Regions from separate parts of the Gossypium hirsutum genome. Here regions 2 and 3 are each linked to region 1. Evidence: chromatin contacts called from public Hi-C data. All regions are on one chromosome and are shown on one strand. The core of a region is the stretch at or near the end of the contact, and the rest is flanking DNA. Distances in the headings are between cores, read along the strand shown.

Evidence for each region. A called contact is a pair of places that touch in the nucleus more often than the background predicts.
Region 2: a contact with region 1 is called in a Hi-C map of leaf, with 1.7 times the contacts expected there. The contact joins the promoter of LOC107913667 here to the promoter of LOC107913663 in region 1. A contact is called at or near these places in 3 of 34 Hi-C or Micro-C datasets (leaf and seedling).
Region 3: a contact with region 1 is called in a Hi-C map of leaf, with 4 times the contacts expected there. The contact joins the promoter of LOC107913689 here to the promoter of LOC107913663 in region 1. A contact is called at or near these places in 6 of 34 Hi-C or Micro-C datasets (callus and leaf).

Annotation. Positions count from the first base shown.
Region 1 is chrD11:35,878,183-35,882,462 of Gossypium_hirsutum_v2.1, forward strand. LOC107913663 (glutathione S-transferase F8, chloroplastic) reads left to right here and starts at 2,947. Exons shown (of 3, transcript XM_016842313.2): 1 at 2,947-3,409; 2 at 3,483-3,531; 3 at 3,626-4,231. The coding sequence starts at 3,257. The coding sequence ends at 4,083. It also overlaps the pseudogene LOC107913664.
Region 2 is chrD11:35,593,580-35,597,827 of Gossypium_hirsutum_v2.1, forward strand. It overlaps LOC107913667 (bifunctional UDP-glucose 4-epimerase and UDP-xylose 4-epimerase 1), which reads right to left and starts at 2,679. Exons shown (of 4, transcript XR_001688607.2): 1 at 2,425-2,679.
Region 3 is chrD11:36,283,481-36,288,107 of Gossypium_hirsutum_v2.1, forward strand. LOC107913689 (probable trehalose-phosphate phosphatase J) reads right to left here and starts at 2,143. Exons shown (of 9, transcript XM_016842348.2): 1 at 1,983-2,143; 2 at 1,604-1,782; 3 at 1,378-1,518; 4 at 1,208-1,279; 5 at 857-1,108; 6 at 622-769; 7 at 461-531; 8 at 271-363; 9 at 1-190. The coding sequence starts at 1,986. The coding sequence ends at 134.

The sequences.
Region 1 (4,280 bases), core at 1,697-4,196:
TTTGTATTGTTTGCCAATAATGTTGTCTCCCATTAATGTTAACACTAAGTTTGTAATGAATTTGTTGTAATTTGGTGCTGATAGATTTGATAAATCAGCTTAACCAAGTGTACAAGCAATGTTTTATAAGTTTCAAGACATTGTTAGTGGAGTTAGGTGTGTTTAGGTGGCACTTTCTTCCTTTTGACAAGTTAATTACTTGTTATATGTAATGTTTTGTTTTTTTCATATATGATGATGAATCATTCAACAAATTTTCTCCTTATTTTTCTGGTTTAAGCTAAGCAATCTGTTCTTGTTCTTCTAACTCAATTTTTTTGTTTGTTCAGCAAGTCACTATAGCTTAAAGCTTAAGACTTTGCTGTAATTGCTTAATTTTGATTCTCAACTCCAACAGTCATTACATGCAACTAGTTTGAAGAAAATAATTCAATCAGATCAACATATGTATATCCAATATGAAATTTTATATACTTTTAATAAATAATAATTTTTTTGAGTTTTTATACATTTGGAATATATATTAGAATTTTATTATATTTTTTAATATATTTTTTTATAAGTTTTGATTTTTTTTTTTAGTTTCACTCTCACCCAAAATGAATTTAGACATAAAGTTATTTAAATTTATTTTATATATGCACATTTTAATTATTTTAAAAAATTATTTTAATTTTGTTGATCAGACACATCAATATACTGTCACGTGATAATTTTTGCTGGCTTCTATTTAACTTATGGTTTCCATTAACGAAAGAGACAAATAGTATATTTCCTCAGACAGGAAGTGAATAGTGTAGGTCCCATACTAAGGTTGAGGGATCCAGGATGACTAGTTATCAATACACTCGAATGAATTTGAAAAGATGATTATGGGCTCCTCTGAGATAGCATGTCATTATGACACGTGTCTAAGTCTAGATATGACAAATCTCCAGTTTATTTATCTTCTTTAAAGTATAAAGTAAAAATCAAAATGGAAAATTAAAAATGTTTTCTAAATTTAACAACCATTAAGAGTTGAAGCCAGAAAATTGGATGAGGACACGTTGTCCCGGTTTAGGTAATTTTTTAGAAAAAGTAGATGGTTTGATATCTCCCAACTCTTTCGAGCCAATGGCTGATGGTAACCAGCATTAAAAGAAAAAGATTTGAAAACTAGAAAATTTTGGGTTTTATTAATTTTTTTCATATGTTTATAATTTCTTTTATATTTTTATAATATTTTTAGTTTTAATGTGTTTAATAGTTTTTCTTATAATTTTATAATATGCTATATTTTTCGTAATCATATAGTTTTTATAATTTCCTATTAATATTTATTTTTATGTTTTGTACAATTTCTATAATTTTTATGATTTTTAAGAAATTTAAAGAGGATATATATATATTGCCATGTGGCACATTCTTGACATGCCACATGGTGAAGTAACCACCATTAAGGGCTTATACACAACTTGATAATTCAAGAGATTAATTGATTTTTTACATTCAGTTAAGGGCACATTTGAGCATTATTTTCGATTATGGTTGAATTGATTATTAAATTATTTTAGATGAGTTTTTGTTATATTAAGCTTCAAAATTGGGCTAATATTTGGATTATTTCTAATTTCATGCGAACAGGAGATTAAAAGTTTGTATTTAGGTTAATATGCCCCTAAATTTTCTTCTGATGTGGAATATAGTATATGTATAAAGAAAATGTCGAATTTTCTATTCCGCCATATATTGATGTAACCAAAGCTTCAACATTATTTAATTTACACGTCATTATATGATAAGTTTTAGATTTTGAATATAATTTTTACCGTTTAATTTTCAAAAAATAAGTTTGATTTTTTTTAAGTTTTTTTGAAGTTTTGTTTATTTCTTAAAAATAGAAATAAAAAGAAATTTATCAAATTTAATCAACATGTAAAAATTATATTCAAAATTCAAAACCGCGACATATTTCATTCATTGTTGTGAATGCAATGTGTAAATTAAACAATGTTATAGCCTTTGGGTACATTCATACACAGCAGAAATAGCACAGGTATCAAATTGGGCTTATAGGTACCGCATTGTACATGAGATGAAAGTTGAGGGGTCAAATGAGATTATTAAAAAGATAGACGTTGATTGCCAACAACTCTTATTCCACTTCCAGCGTCTGTATCTCATTTCTCCATTTGATTTGTTTTTCCATTTATAGTTAACACGCCTGCTAGCCATTCAATTGCAATGGCTCTTCCTCCCGTTTTAAACACCCTTTCATCCCAACCCCACACCCACAGCAAAACCCAAACGACTTGGCCGCCGCAGTGGGTTCCATCGGCAGATTTTCTCGGGGTGAAGACCTGAAGCCTTATTTGTACTTTGCTGAAGGGTGTAAGAACGGCAGTAGCTGTAAGTTCGTTCATGGAGATACAGCTACTACCGTTCTTACAAAACCCTCCAGCATGGTGGAAATTCAACAGCATTTTGTCCGCCTTTGAATGAAAACGAGAGATATTACTTGGAGGAGCTGAATCAGATATTCCATCAGATGTATATGTTTGGGGGCTTGCTATATTTTATTGCATTTGATAATGTAGCTATCATTTACAAGCAACATCCGAGATACACAAGGTAAACTTCTTCTCATTAGATTTACCTTCCTAACGTTTAAAGACAAAGGTACCAATGCCATTGTACGCTGTAATAATAATAGGTAGAAGTGGAGCAACATAATATATGTAGTGGATCAGCGGCTTTAATGTGTATTTTTTATCATTTCAACTAAAACTTAGCTCATTTTTACTTTTATATAAATTAATTTTTTACCAACATCATAACCTAGTTAGTTATAATGTACCGTTGCGAGCATCTATTGTAACTGTCTATGAGAAGATGCATGCAAACACTTATCAAATGATAGTTGTAAGATTTAAACCGACATAAGCCTGCGGGTATTTTTGATAAAGCAATAGAACCAAAAGCATAATAAAAACATAAAAAGAAAACAAAAATCACAGAGCAAAGGGTTTCCAGAGTAGCAGCCAATATTTCTCTTTGTAGTCCATGTCTTGAAGTATTTTCAAGACCCAAACTTAGCCCAATGGAGCCTAAAATGCTGTAGGTACAAAACACCCTCTTTATGAGATTATGTCCTAGGTGGACCCACTTAACTCCACTCGTTAAGCAAGGGATAAAGTGGGTAGTGGATTAGGTGCAAGATCCTTTTATATGGGTGGAGTGTGTTAACGCAGGACAAAGTAGACGGCACTTCCAAATGGCAACTCCGGTGAAAGTGCATGGCCCCCCATTGTCTACTGCTGTGTCTAGGGTCTTAGCTTGTCTCATTGAGAAAGATGTTCAATTCCAGCTTATTCCCGTTAACATGTCCAAGGGCGAGCACAAAAGTCCTGATTTCCTCAAGATCCAGGTACATACATATATGAATGAATTATCTGCTTCCTGAAATTGAGCTAAACTATTTTAATTCATGGCTTCGACAGCCCTTTGGTCAAGTACCGGCATTTCAAGACGAAAGCACCTCCCTGTTTGGTAATCAATCATTCCCGAACTTGCATTTTGTGGTTGGTACTTTTTGTTTGAGTATTGTGGCTAAGATTTTGATTTGGGAAATTGAATTTTGTAGAGTCACGGGCGATTTGTAGGTATGTATGTGAAAAGTATGCAGAGAAGGGGAACAAGGGATTGTATGGGAGCAACCCGTTGGCGAAAGCTTCAATAGATCAATGGTTGGAGGCAGAAGGGCAGAGCTTTAACCCCCCAAGCTCAGTTCTGGTATTCCAACTTGCATTTGCACCCCGAATGAAGATTAAGCAAGACCAATCCTTGATCAACCAAAACCACGATAAGCTGGCTAAAGCGCTGGAGGTGTACGAGAAAAGGCTAGGAGAAAGTCGGTTCTTGGCCGGGGATGAGTTTTCATTGGCAGATCTTTCCCACTTGCCTAACACACATTATTTGGTGAATGCTACTGATAGGGGTGAGCTATTCACTTCCAAGAAAAATGTAGGGAGGTGGTGGGCTGAGATTTCCAGCCGTGATTCCTGGAAAAAGGTCGTTGATATGCAGAAGCACAGCAGTTGATACAGCCTTGCTCTGTTAGCTCGCCTTTTCCTACATGCTACTCTTGTTGTTAAACTCTATGAGGGATTTGCTGTAATTCCTTCTTGTTATTGCCTTTGTTGTTTACTTTTCGAGATGATGGCATGATTAATGTATTTGGTTTTGAGAATCCGAGATATGATAAAGCTAATTTTATTAATAATTTAGTATTAGAAGAG
Region 2 (4,248 bases), core at 1,429-3,928, 280 kb before region 1:
CTCATGGTTGATTAATTTAATGCATTTGGTAAGTTTAAGTTCCTTTATATGAGCTAATTAAGCACTAGTTGCTTATATAGTTATTTTCTTTGTTTTATAGATCATCAGAAAGCTCGAACGGTTGGAATCAACATCGAAGCACGATCACACTCTCCATCAATCCATTTTGGTAACTTTTGAATATATTGAAATGGTTATAAATGGCATGTATAGGGTTGTTTGTTAAATTGGTATGTTTTGGGCTATGCCAAGTTTTGGTATGCCTTAATACCTTTTGTTAATGGTTGAGAATGGTCTTTTGATATTAGGAAAGAAATGGTTAATTGATTTGTGTGTGGACGATTCAAGTGACATTTTTTCAATGTAATAGAAGTTGACTTTTAGATTATTTACCAGTGTGATGTGGGTAAGCTTATTGGCCTATATGCCTTATTGTGACTTACAAATGTTTATAAATAAGTACGACTTTTAGTCACTTGTGAATGCCTTGTAATTTAGATGGTCTTTGGTTCATTGAGCTATGAACAAAATGTTTAAGTGATATATGTGAGTTTGGTATGTAATAGGACTTTATTGTAGTTTGCAAACTTGGTATGTTTGGGTGATGTTCAGCTTATATATGTAATAATGTCCTAGTTGATGAATTGCAAGTGAAAGTGAAAATATATGGTATGTGACATTTATTTAAGCTCATATGAAAGTAGGCAAAGTATGGTTGAATGCCATGCATTGAAACGATTATTTGGAATATATTATTTATGCTTTATTAATGAACTTGAAATGTTGAATTGAGTTAAGTTGATAGGTTAAATTGTGGTGTCAATTAAAGTTATTTTGGTTAGCCACCTAAGTTGATTTGGTTTGTATGCTTTTGGTATATTTTAAAGTGTTTTAGTCATGTAAAAATGATTGGAAATGGTATGAGTTATTGTGCAATGAAGGGTTAATGTTTTGGCTTGTATTAGGGATAAATTATGCTGCACATGGCTTGGGACATGGGCTGTCACATGGTCGTGTGCCACACACGGTCACCCCACACGACCATGTGTCACTTTATTTTCAAGTGAAAGTTTTACATGGACTGGCACACAGGTTGGGACGCGGCCATGTGACCCAAGTCAGTGAGTTACACAGTTTGACACACGGGCTGGGACACGGCCGTATGTCCCATAGTTCAAATGGCCGCATGACTGTGTGACCCCTGTATTCAATTTTTTCAATATTTTTCTAAATTTTTTGATTTGTTTTGAATTGATCTCTTATTGTTCCCAAACTATTTTTAGGGCCACATAGGCTCGATTTAAGGCCTATAAAAGTATTTATGCTATAATTAAGTTAGATTATCATATGTTAATATATAAATTGCATGTTTATTTTATTTCGATATTAAATGTTCTATTTTATACGGTAATGCTCCGTACCCCTAATCCAGCAATAGAGATGGGTTAGGGGTGTTACAAGGGATCATAATGTAGATAAGGAGGCTAAGCTTATTAAACCTAATATGAGACAGTGGAAGGTGGAACTTGTTACCTCTTTATTCACAAGGGAAGAGGCAGAAGCTATTATGCAAATTCCTTTTACGAGACACTCACGAGAGAATTGTAGGGTATGAAGTGGAGAGGCAACAGGAGAGTATACTGTAAGGAGTAGATACAGAAGGCTGCTGAAAAAGACCTTTAATCTTGATGACGAAACTAATGAAATTACATACAAAGCTTTCCTAAAAAACCTATGGCTTATAGACTTGCTAGTAAAAATCAAAATTACAAACTGGAGGGTTTCCAACAATTAAATTTTGACTTTTAGTAACCTAAAATTTAGATGAGTGTTCAATTTAGATTGGTGCCAATGGTGTAAAAGTGGAGCAGAGGCGCTGGAACATGCCTTTTGAGACTACCCTATAGTTAAAGAAGTTTGGGGTGAGCTAGGATTTCACGGAATTCAGGGGGGTAATGGGAGAAAATTTCAAGCAGTGGATAGGGGAAATGCTTACCAGAAGCTCGTACCATCAGAAAAAGCTTATTTTTTTGTATTTGGGACATATGGATATGATTAAATAAAGCCTTGCATGAGGGGCTTAATCAATCAACAGTACAAACTGTATAGTTTATTAAGGCATATCTTAGTGACTAGGATAGGGTAAATAGTAGAATACTTGAGACATTGGCTTATTTGCAGGCAGTTCAAACGGGGCTAGAGCTCAAGTATAGACAGGTAATAATTGAAGGTGATGCTCTCATTGTTATAAGAAAGGTCCAACGCAAAGAAGAAGACAGATCCATAATAAGCCCTTATATTGTAGACATAAAATCCCTTAAAAAAATGTTCAACAGATGTTGTTTCAAGAAAATATCTAGAAATGGAAATGGAGTTTCACATGCGGTTGTCAGGGAGGGTTTGAATCGAAAAGAGTTGACTTACCTAGATGGAGGAGTACCGGAATCGGCAGCAACAATAGTGGCAGAAGATAGTAGAAGTGTTGAAGGTTTGAGAAATTTTCTGGCATAGGAAAGTTTATTGTAAGGAGTCTAGGGATTCTGATTATTCTTGGTTGCTTGAGGAAGGTAAAGAGACATGTCTAATGAAGCTGGGCATTGGGGCTTTCGAAAAACGAGGCTTAGCTGGAACTTAGTTGTTTTTTTGGTTTATTTGGGCTTAGTAGATTCAATTAATTTGATTTTGACATTTTACGGATAGTTAGTTTGTTTTATTTTGCTTTCAAGTAGGTGTAAAAATGGTTGAACAGACCCTAATTATTTATGAAAGTCCAGAGTATTTCCAAAAAATATCGAAATAAATTAAAAGTTCCATAACAATCCAAAATAACTTATTTACTTAACCAATGCTAATTGTATATATTATACTCTACCATAAAGGTAGTTATATTTTCAAAGCTTAAGGTTACGTATCAATGTATATAGCATTACATATAATTAATAATCTACCTTAATTATATAATTCTAATTGTATATATTATAATCTATTATTGTTTTGCGCATTCTCTTTGGTTCAAATCTAATCGTATGCTGGTAGATCTCCACCCTTTTGTTCTACACATATGTAGTATGTATGTATTTGTATCTTGTTAATGCGTAGCTGTAAACTCAAAATTATATAGGGTTTTTCTATATATTTTTACCATCTTTTTACTTAATAAATATGTTAATCTTGAATAATTGTTATTAAAATAAGTGAATTTTACTTAATTATTAATATTAGACATGAATTTATAAAGTATGTGAAATTATGCTTAATTACATGTTTTTTGTGCATATTTTATATTATTTCATGTTAATTTATTAATATGTGATTTTTCACTATGTAGGAGGACCATTGAAGATGTAATTAATATGAATGAAACATGGACATGCACAAATCAATTCATGTGGATGGCAAGACCATGTAAACTGGGTCATGTTTAACATGTTTGTGCCTTAGTCAATCACGTTTTCAATTAAAATTAAGATAAATTTCATTCATACGTGATTGGGTGCATTCAGATTAGCTAAGCGATCCTAACCAAACGACGGCTAGTAGGCACATAATTGAAAAGTGCAATGCTCAATTTAAATCATTAAACCCGACTAAGTTGAGGTTCATAATATCTTTAGTTAGCTCTATAATATTGCATAGTTTTTAGGTTTATTTGATTAAACTGTTGCAAACGTAAATGTCCCTGTGACCTCGCATAAATAGTAAGAAACATATAGTTCAATATGATCAGTAAAATGCATATTTCACTAAGTAAAAGATCCAAGAGGACTTAATTTGGATTCCAAACTCATGAAAGATCGAGTTGCCGTAGAATGTTTTCTGAACATTGTTAAGAATGATGAAAATGAATTGAGTTGATTAATATAATTATCCTAGCCTATTTTATGTTTATTGTTTTTGTTGCTAAAGTCAGTCATTCATACATTTAGATAATTTGCATTTAGAGTTAAATTGTATAGGGATCAATCTTTGCATCTAATTAATTTCACTTAATCTAAACATCAGCATTCAAATTATTTTGTTTTTATACCAAATTGTGAATTTATAATTTTACAAATAATCGATTAACATACACAGTCCCTATAGAGACAATAACTCATTTTACTTACTTATTACTTGAACTGACTGTGTACACTTGCACAAACCTCGGTACAAGTTTTCGATGCCGTTGCTGGGGACTGTTGCCTTAATCATTCTTTGTGAAATTATTTTCGTAGTTTAGTTTTTAATTAATTTCTAACTTTACAAATC
Region 3 (4,627 bases), core at 893-3,392, 400 kb after region 1:
TTTTTTTTTTCTTGTTCATTTTTCTTTATCTTGAACAAGAATTTACTACATAATCTCGTCCCAACCCTTTATATTTCCGTTTGCTAGGGTGGACAAATATTTTTCCATATCTTCCTAATTTTTAAATTTTGGATTAAGCTCCCATAGATAATTGTTTCCATTCAACCAGACGCTGTAAAAAATCCATAACCTGCAAGAAAGGAAAGATTATGATCAAGTTACCAAAACAAAAATAAAATAATACTTGTTTGTGCTAGTTTTGGAACTTACCTCATCTGGTTCTTGTAAAGAATATGATGCATTGGTGTCTTTGGGGTACTTTGAGACAAGAATTCCGAAACCTTGTCCTCTGTCTCTCAATATCTAATAACAATGGGAAAAAAACACAACTGTTAGCACAAGATCTACAAGTTTAATAAAGCAAAGACATGCCTTGCCCTTAATTTTGAGCATTGGATACCTTAAATGCATCTTCATCTGTGCGATCATCTCCGATATAGACAGGGAAAACATCAGTACAGTTAGCGAATCCTATAAAAAGATGTTTATAATAACTGTTAGTACACATACTCCCGTCAATACATCAAATATTATTTATATTTAAAAAAAAAAACAACTTACCAAGAGATTCTAATAAAATTTCAAGGGCTTTCCCTTTGTCCCATTTAATAGTAGGACGGATTTCAAGAACCTTTCTACCTTGAGTTAGTCGTAGCTTGGGGTACTCCTTTAAAACTGAATTAACCTGTTGTGCCAGTTCACTCCATTTCTGTTGTTTTGAAGCAAAGGGTCAAGTGCCAATAAAATAGTCGGAATAATTCTAAGTTAATAATAGTAATTTGGCTTTTTTTATTACCTTTTCATCAACACAACGGAAGTGTACAGAGAGACAGAACTTGTTGTTCTCCACCTTAGCTCCTGGAGTTGATTTGGTGGTCTCAACCAATTGTTTGTAAACCTCGTCAATCATGGGAAGAAATTCATTTGCTGGTTGGAAAAGAACATGTTCTGTCACTTTGTCAGTTTTGGAACGTTTCTTTGGCCCTTTAATGTCCATGCCATGACTTCCAGCGTAGTACAGTTCAGCTAATTTCACAAATTTATACACCTACAATTTTGCAAAAAAAAATGAAAAAATATATTCAAGTTCGGGGGAAAAAAGTTGGGCGTTTTTTTTTAGAATAAAATTTGTGGCCTGGAAATGTACCTTGTCTCTGCATCTGCCACTAACTATGGCAGTAGGAAAACACTTTGCTAGCTTTCTCACTGTCCTTCTCATCTGGTGTACATAAGCATGAAAAAGTTAAGTATTGATGAAAATACCCAAAAGGGTTATACAAAGGTTAACCATAGTTTTATATAAGACAAATAGGCAACCTTGTTGGACATGAAAGCTCGATCTGGATCCTCAACAATTGGTGAAAGTGTGCCATCGTAGTCCAGAAACATTACTATTTGTTTCCCTTTCGATGCATCTATTATCTGCTCAAACATCTCCAGGGCAGATGGATGGTGTAGCTACAAAACAAATCAGAATCTTTGTTGGGTTGAAGAAAGAGCAAACCCACTTTTTGTTGAAGGGTTGAATAGCTTTAGAACTTACATTCCAGGAACCTTGATCATTAGGTGTGGATTTTTTATGAGTTGGTGAAGAAGCTCTCATGGAATCAACCCATACACTAGCTCTTGCCCCAGCATTGATTTCAAGGTTGTGCAGCAACCTCTTTGTTGAAATGGAGATATAACCATGAGGTGCTGGCGGCTTTTGAGCTGATACTGTCACTGTGATTGACATGTTGAGGACAGATTTTGCATCAGTCATTATATTTTGACCACCACCACCCATATTCTTTGCTCTCTCTTCTAAGAAACTCACTATAACAAAACAAAGCATTTTTAGTAAAAAGCTACCTTAAAAACTAAAAAGTCCACAGTTCTCAATAGGTCCCCAAAATACAGAATAACAACAATAAAGAACTTACCCATTTGTGGATATTATGGCGTCTAAAAAGAACCAAGTGTTAAGATGTTAATGTGAAGGTAAAGAGGAGGAGGAGGAGGAGGAGATTTGAAACAGAGGAGTATACAGAGTACTCAAAGGAAGAATAGGCAGAGAAATATGAAGAAGAGAATGTATGTGAGAGAGACAGAAGGGGATTGAAAGCCCATTTTATAGCAAACCAGACACAAAGCGACGAAACAAACTAACTATGCCTCTCTCCTAAATGTGGGACCCACCGTCCTCCATGACCATATCCTGAGTTTTTGCTTTAAGGGGCTCCACCGCCACGTGGTCCCACAATCCAAATCCCATGCCTTTGTTGAAACAGCCGTCTTTAGCCTTAGCAGTGTGAAGTAAAAAGGCAGTTTTAACAGGCTGCTAGCAGTTATGCCATGGACCATAGCCTTGGATGGCTCGCATCATATGGGTTTGTGCCACCTGTGCTCACCAAATCGCATCATTTAGCTTGTTAGGTCTGTTCTTTAGTTCTCTATGCAAAAGTTTTATTAATAAATAAATCCTCTTTAAAACTTCACATGAAGCTAGTCAGTATATCTAATTTGATCCAATAGAAAATTATTGTTGTGTTTCTATTGGCTGAATCTAGTCCAGTCTTGAAAATTGAGACAGAACAGTGCCCAGCTCTGCCCAATGTTGGGGCTCATTTAATTAATTAATTATTGTTTATAGTTTATCCTCATTTTCTCTGCTCTTTTGTTTCTGTAAGTGGAAGCATCAGTCGATTACCATTACTTGCATGCCAAGGATGTGATTTACGGTACGAGATTCTATATATCCCTCGCTTACTCAACTTGTTCAACAATTGTCGATTAATTTCAACATAATAATTTGAGATTCATAAAGAAATTTCCTAACATCGGTTTAATCTAATCAAACAATCATGTTTAATTCAAGAAACGGGGAATTGATTCTCCAACCCCTTTGACTGGAAGATGTTTTGAATCTCATATTCTGTATAAGAGATTCTTATATTAAAATTTTCTTAATTCGCTGTGGTTCTTTTATTTCTTAATTAAGTTAAAAAATTTTGGTAATTCACGACAATATATCTGAAATAGAAAGATTGGAGAATCGAAGTCAAATCCCATAATCAGCAATCAATGTAAACGGTCCAAGTCTACAAACAACACTTTGCTTTCTTCTACATATTTTATCTAGGGATGTTGTTGTGCTAAGTGAACTGAATTATACTCAAATTATGCGTACTTTTAAGATAAATATTCCATATTTGGAGTTTTGGAATATTCGGACCGTTTCTTTTTCTTTTTGCTAGGCAGCCGGTTTTCTTTTAATTAAATATTAACTATTTGGTTAAATTATGCTATTAGGCCATGCACTATATGTAAGTTGCAAATTTAGTTTCTATGTGACCCAGTTGTTGGATCCAAATATAAAATATTATATTCTGTTGCCGAAACAACTTACTTTTCTATCTTACTTTATCAAAATGGAAACATAATGGTAAAATTATTTTATAAAAATTTTTGCAGCATTTTTGCCTATTTTATGTTAAAAAAAAACCCTTGCAAAATTTAGATTTCACAATATATCAACATTTAAATCATCTCCCAAATCAATTCCCAACACTTAGATTTTTCGAAACATACCAATAAACTAGGTTTCTATGCTTTACTATTTCATTAAAACAAAAATTATAAAATACTAGCAAAGAAAACATAACGAAAATATTTAAATTCAGTTTACAACACAACATTGTATATATATAGACAAGCCTAGGTACATGTCATTTATATTATAAAGTCAACTTTTCACCAACATTGTTTGAGTTAATCTTCGATTCTTTAGATGATGTTGGAATGACCTACCGAATCTAACTACTTGCACACAGAAAATAAACAAACCGTACGCTAAATATTTTTTTATGCTCAGTGGTGCTAATATCATATAAATCATTACATAAATATTGAATACAAATTAATTGATAGAAATAAATTAAAACTTGATTAAAAATATAATTAATAACATCACAATAAAAGGACTATTCTAATATTAATAAACTTTAATATTATGATATTGACAAATCGAATAAAAAAAAGCTTTTTAATCAAATTTAAAATCGCATAATTAATTTAATTCGCACAATATAGATCCTCTTATTTTCTACTGTATTTATTTTTTCAACAAATGATGGGGTTCGAGTCACACAATCTCTAATATTTATCATTTCAGTTTCATTTCATGTTCAAATCATATATCGCCTAATATAAAATTAGGCTTCCAATACAAAACGTGCTATACATTTGCTTGTTCAACCATTTGAAATATTAATATTTAAATTCAACTCAAAATCTTGAATTTATTAATTTATCATTGAAATCATAGTTTTCAATTCAAATATAATCTTTTAAATACTAACTAAACCATTCAGAATCCATAAAAATAAAATTTATATAGTTAATCATAATTAAATAAATATTAAAAGCATTATGTAATAAAAATAAGATATTAGTGCAAATCGAAGTTTCAATCGCTTTGCTTCTTTTCTTGGCCTTTCTCCTTTAAGATGCTCGTTTCGTTTTTAGCTATAACAGGAGTAACTCAATACGAAACAATGACATTTATTCATTATAATCCTAAAAGTAA